2 separate regions of the Hordeum vulgare genome follow, and region 1 is linked to region 2. A link is a contact called in public Hi-C data. All regions are on one chromosome and are shown on one strand. The core of a region is the stretch at or near the end of the contact, and the rest is flanking DNA. Distances in the headings are between cores, read along the strand shown.

Region 1 (2,829 bases), core at 121-2,620, 310 kb before region 2:
ATTTAAATATATTCATGACTTTCATGTAAATGAGTACTCCATTCATATCCTTATACAAGGCCATAAACTCAAATTATATGTACCAAGGTAGAATTAAATGACTACTTTAGAAGTCAACTTTTCTTTTTGTCTAGTGGGAGTATTATGAATTAGAAAAGAACCTTGTTAAGTGTCATATGTGTGGCAAAAACACATGGCAACTTTGAATTGTTTCTATGGCAAATTTAGTAATGCGAGGTTGGGAACTTTAGTTGTCAAGCACAACTTCCTTTTCGGATATCAAGTTTATATTATTTTTGTTTGTTTTTTCTTTTCCGATGGCAACTTTAGTTCTAAAAATCTTCAGGGTCATAGTGTTTCATGCCACACAGGTGACTTTTATCATTTGGGTTTAAAAAATCATGGGTTTAAAAATATTTATGAATTTCCTCTACTTGCTTAAAAAAGATGAATAAAGCTAGATCCACAAAGAATTACAAACGCTGTACTTAATTTTCCAAACTATAACCCTCCCTAATTCAACGGGGGTGCGCCACTTCATCCCTCTATTACCGATTATAATCCCTCACATCAACTTTTTTGTAAAACAAGAAGTAACTTTTTGTAGACGTAACATTACTCTAAAAAGAATAGCGTTCTTTTTTTATCCTTTCGGACATAGTGCTTCGTCTGGCTTCCCATTCTTTTTTTGATAAGATGGTTAATAAGATGGTCCCATCATTTAGGGCATGTACAATGATTGATAAGATTGTCTTATCTTAAGTCTTGCATGTAATTTAGAAATGATAAAAAATGTCTTATAATGGATCATCTCTTAGCCTTATCTTCAATAACTAGCTATTCCTAAAAATATGATAAAACATATTGTGCTAAAAGATCACCTCTTGTTCTCTCTTAAACAAGAGAAGACAAATATTTTCTTACGAGTTCTCTCTCCTTCACCTCATCATTTATCCTACATGACACTCATAGGATAACACCATTGTACATGCCCTTAGTGGCTTACCAAAAAAAATCTTTGCTAAAATAATAAGTGCTTACAAAATTAAAATCCGAAATATATTCAGTTAGACAGATTTGATAATCAAGTGTTTACACAATCACATAAATATGGGCAGGTAAATCACTGGCTAACATACTTAAACATTTCTACCCATTGCAACACACTCGCAATTATCTAGTGAAATGAACACAGAAAAAATGAATAAAATGAAAGTAAATCAGCAAAAAGATGGGAAAGAAAAGGGAAGAGCACGACAGGAAACCAGATAGAGCAACTACTGTTGTGTAGCCCGATCTCCTGTAGTTGGCCTGACCCATGCACGGTTCCTACGAGTTAGTCTCTATGAATGAGAGCCCATGATCTCCTATTTGCCGCTAATTGCGGCAAGGAGTCGCCTGCCGCACATGGGTGGCGCCCCGACTGGGCCAGCCCATCATCGACAGCGATGAGGTGCAATGCACAGGGGTTGATCCCAACTGGACCGGCCCAGCTTATTTTTTTGTTTCAAAAAAAATCCAATAATTATTTTTCTACTTTTTGATTTCGATTTTGGAACATTTTTTCCGAAATAAAAAAAATATTTTCAAAAAAATTCCGAAATATTTTCTGAAATTCCGTAACATTTTTTTAAATTCCAAAACATTTTTTAAAATTCCGAAAGCTTTTTTAAAATCTGGAACATTTTTGAAACAGAAACAAAAAATGAATAAAGTAAAAAAATCGAAAAAAAGACGGTTCAGGAAATCTTCTAGAAAGTTCCCAAAATCCAAACAAACAGGCTGGAACTTCTAGAAGGTTGCCAAAACCGGGATGCTCTAATGGGCCAGCCTAATGTGAAGCGATCGCTCTCTCCGCATGGGTTTGGTCGACATTTCGACGCAAAGAGCGTTAAATAGGATTTTCCCATGCCTTAAGCGTCCAAATAGGTAGTTGGCTCCCTCTGCAGCGCATTATTGGGCCCGACCATAAAGGCTATGGCAGCGAACAAAATTTGTCGGAAAAATGCAAAAAGTGGATCATCCAGGATTCAAACATGCATCGCCATGTCCTTGTGCCAGCTCAGCTAACCAACAACACCATTGCACACTTGTGATTTTAGTAGCCTCCCTAAACTGAAAGAACAAATATGGCCACACTATTTATTTATCATTTTTTTATTTTTTTTTCAAGAAATCGTGAATTTAAAAACATTCATCAATATTGAGAAATAGTTCATCCCTTTAGAAGAAAAGTTGACAAAAATTTAAAAAGTTCTCCGATTTTGGAAAAAAAACTGAAAAAGGTTTTAAAAGTTCATCATTTCAAAAAAAAGTTCATTGGTTTAAAACAATACATCCACTTTGTCAAAAAAGTTCATCGAGTTTGAAAAACAGTCCATCGCTTTTGAAAAAAGTTCATCGACTTTGGCAAAAAGTTCATCGACTTTGACAAAAAAAGTTCATCAAGTTTTAAAAAGAGTTCAGCGATTTTGAAAAAGTTCACAAATTTGAAGGAATAAATTCATCAATGTTGAAAACGGATTGAAAAAAAATCATCAAATTTGAAAAAAAAGTTTATCAGATTTGAAAAAGGTTCTGCAATATTCAAAAATTCATTGAATTAGAAAAAGTTCATCCAATTGATGGTAAGATAAACAAAAACAGAAAAATAGAAAAACAAAAAAATGAGATGATAAGAGAAGAAAATGATAACACTTTATCTGTTATGTTTGCGTGGTCCGGTGATTACCCGTGTGCGGAGTTAATCAAGAGATCCCGGTTTGATTCACAGCTCTAATGAACTTTTTAAGCATTGAGAAGCACCCGAATAAAAGAGACGGGATCCAA
Region 2 (2,810 bases), core at 163-2,662:
CTACAAACACTAAGAACAAGCATGATGAACATGGATGAAATGGCACTTACCATATCTATATCATTAGTGCCACTTGGGTTCAACTTGTCAACCGCCTTTTGTGGTGCCGCCCACTTTTGACAATCTCGGTTGATTGTCGACCACCGGGAGCGAAGAGATCGTGTCGAGCGGTCAATTCCACTCTTGTTGTGTAGATCAAAGTGCTCCTTCATCCGGTTTCAATATGCATTTTTACTTTGATCACCTTCAATGGATGGATCCCTCGACACTTGCAACCAAGTATTTCATAGCAATATGTCTTCATCGTTGGTGTAGTTGCCTCCTCTTCCTTTCGGTGCGTCGACAATGCCCTCACCATCCTCGTCCACCTCAAACTCATGGTCAACAAAGTGCATGTCATTGGTTTGAGACCAATGGAAATTGTTGAAGCCAACACCATAGTTGACATATATGCCTCATCGTTGACACTAGAAAGGATATACAACGAAGCAAATGAGCTATCTATATGTATGCATTCAAAAAATAACAACAACAATTTTTTTACCATTGGTGATTTCCTCGAACACCTTTTGCGCGTCGGACGGCAGCTCAACATGTGAGCTCACCGGCGCTTCGGGAGCCGCCGCGGTCGTCACACGCCCTACAAGTCTCTTTCTCGACGGCTTGGCGGAGCCGGAGCCGTCCGTCGCCTTCTTCTTCTTCGTGAAAACCTTGCCCTTCTTCGCCCGCGCCACATTTGGGAGCTGTAAGAGGGGGGCATGTGGGTTCACGGAGCGCGCCGGCGCGAGGCCACCCGCCGCCTAGGTCATCCGTGGCGGCATGAATAGGCCGCGCACGACGCCGGTGCTTGGAGGAGCGGCGGCGGCGACGAAGCCAAAGCTCCTAGTGCTAGGGTTTGCGGCGGCGGCGGCGACGACGACGGCCGCAGCGGAGGAGTCACGGTTGTAAGAAGGGGTGAAGGGGGTGTCGGCAGGGGCGTCCATCGGGTAGTTCGCCGGCGGCGGCACGCGGCGGGGCGAAGGTGGCGTGATGGAGAGAGAGCGACGCGCGCGCTCGAGTGTGCAACACGCCGAAGCGGACGCATCAAATAAGCAGCGCGTGATGCCGATTCCGACCGCGCGCTGTACTCTTTATGCCGCGCACGCGTTTATCGCGCGACCGCTGGAGCAACTTTTTTATTGTGCACGCGCCAAAAAGGCGATTTTTACAGCGCGGCGCTGTTTTAGCGCGGCTGTTGGAGATGCTCTAAATTTAAGGAAAAAAACCTTAAACCGTCAAATTTAGACATTTAAGTTTAAAAATATGCTTTAGAGAGCCAAGTTTTAGGAAAAGAGGCAGAGGACTGGAGATGATCTTATCTCGGAGGCGGGTGCCCAAGCCGGGAACCCCACTCCGCCATCGGTGTGGTGTTGGGGCCGAGAGGCCCTATTCAATGCTCAGTGCATCGAATTGCTGGCAAGCTGGCACATGCTCATGGACTGGTCCAGTTCGAATGTGTTCCACTATCTCGTTTTTGTGTCACCCAGTGTTCATTTCTCCTCCCATTTAAGCAAAAAACAAATCATTCACTTTTCTTTTGGTTTTCCATAGAACATGAATAATTTTTTCAAGAAAAGAGACGCTTATTTTTAGTGACATTAACATTTAATAAACTAGCATTTTCAATTACATGAACATTCTTCTAAAAAATATATAAAAGATAAAGAACTCAAAGTGTATTAAAAAAATGTTTAATGTGTTGGCAAATGTACATCGTGTATTTTTAAAAATATAATCATTGGCTGAAAATAATTACAAATGATAACATGTTATAATATTTTTAATGTTTTTGTAATTCGAAAATTTTAAATGATAATCGTGTGTTAGGAAATATTTAAGAAAATTCAAAAATTTATCAAAATTATAAGATTTCCGTAATTTGATTATTGTTAAATAAAAGAAACGAATAAACCAAGAAAATGAAATAAAAAATTATTAAAATATAATTCATTACAAAATAGTAGAAAACCTATAAAATCATAACAGAAGCCCCAAAGAAAACCCCTTCGATAAAAAAAAAGAACCAGTGCCGCACGCTCCAAAAAGAAAAGACAATTGGTGAAATTTTCTAGTGTGGTGCTGGGCAGAAAAGAAAACGAGCTAAATAGGACAAGCCCAACGCAACAACATGCATGCGTTAGGTTGACTATAGTACTCCCTCCGTCAAAAAAAATGTTTCAACTTTGTATTAACTTTAGTACTCCCTCCGTCTCAAAATTCTTGTCTTAAATTTATCTATATATGAATGTATCTAGTCACCTTTTGGTATTTAGATACATTCATTTTTAGACAAACCTAACACAAGAATTTTGGAACAGAGGAAGTATAAAATTATACTAAGCTTGAGACATTTATTTTGAGACGGTTAAAGTATCATCGAATGGATTTGAAAAAGGAAAGAATATTGTGTCGTCAAATAGGAGGAAAAGTTGTTGGCCATTGACGCCTACGTTCAAACGTGTGATGCTATTGCCGCATGGCAAACACTAGTTAACGGCAAATCCAATTTAGCGTCGCAGGCAACGATTAATGACAAATTTTGCTAACCGGTGCCTACTGCGCTCCGTAATGGGCTGGCCCATCTAGAGATCCTCTCTGTCTTTTAGTCCGTGAACTTTTTTCCAAATTGATGAACTTTTTAAATCGGTGAAGTTTTTCAAAATCGGTGAAGTTTTTTTTAAAACTGGTGAACATAACTTAAAATTCGTAAAAAAAATTCGAAATCAATGAACTGATTTTGAAAATTGATGAACTTTATTTGAAAATCAATG

What was found. Hi-C and Micro-C count contacts between places; a contact is called where the count stands out from the background.
Region 1: a Hi-C map of seedling shows a contact between it and region 2, with 6 times the contacts expected there. The contact joins two enhancer-like sites. A contact is called at or near these places in 2 of 6 Hi-C or Micro-C datasets (leaf and seedling).

What each region holds. Positions count from the first base shown.
Region 1 is chr7H:106,015,887-106,018,715 of MorexV3_pseudomolecules_assembly, reverse strand. No RefSeq gene overlaps it. Among protein-coding and RNA genes, the nearest start is that of LOC123410764, 68 kb to the left of the region's middle. Within about 2 kb of position 1,370, at least 3 of the 3 cell types and tissues checked have open chromatin away from gene starts, as enhancers often do. A contact at or near this core is called in leaf and seedling, where this site is marked.
Region 2 is chr7H:105,704,418-105,707,227 of MorexV3_pseudomolecules_assembly, reverse strand. No RefSeq gene overlaps it. Among protein-coding and RNA genes, the nearest start is that of LOC123408410, 14 kb to the right of the region's middle. Within about 2 kb of position 1,412, at least 3 of the 3 cell types and tissues checked have open chromatin away from gene starts, as enhancers often do. A contact at or near this core is called in leaf and seedling, where this site is marked.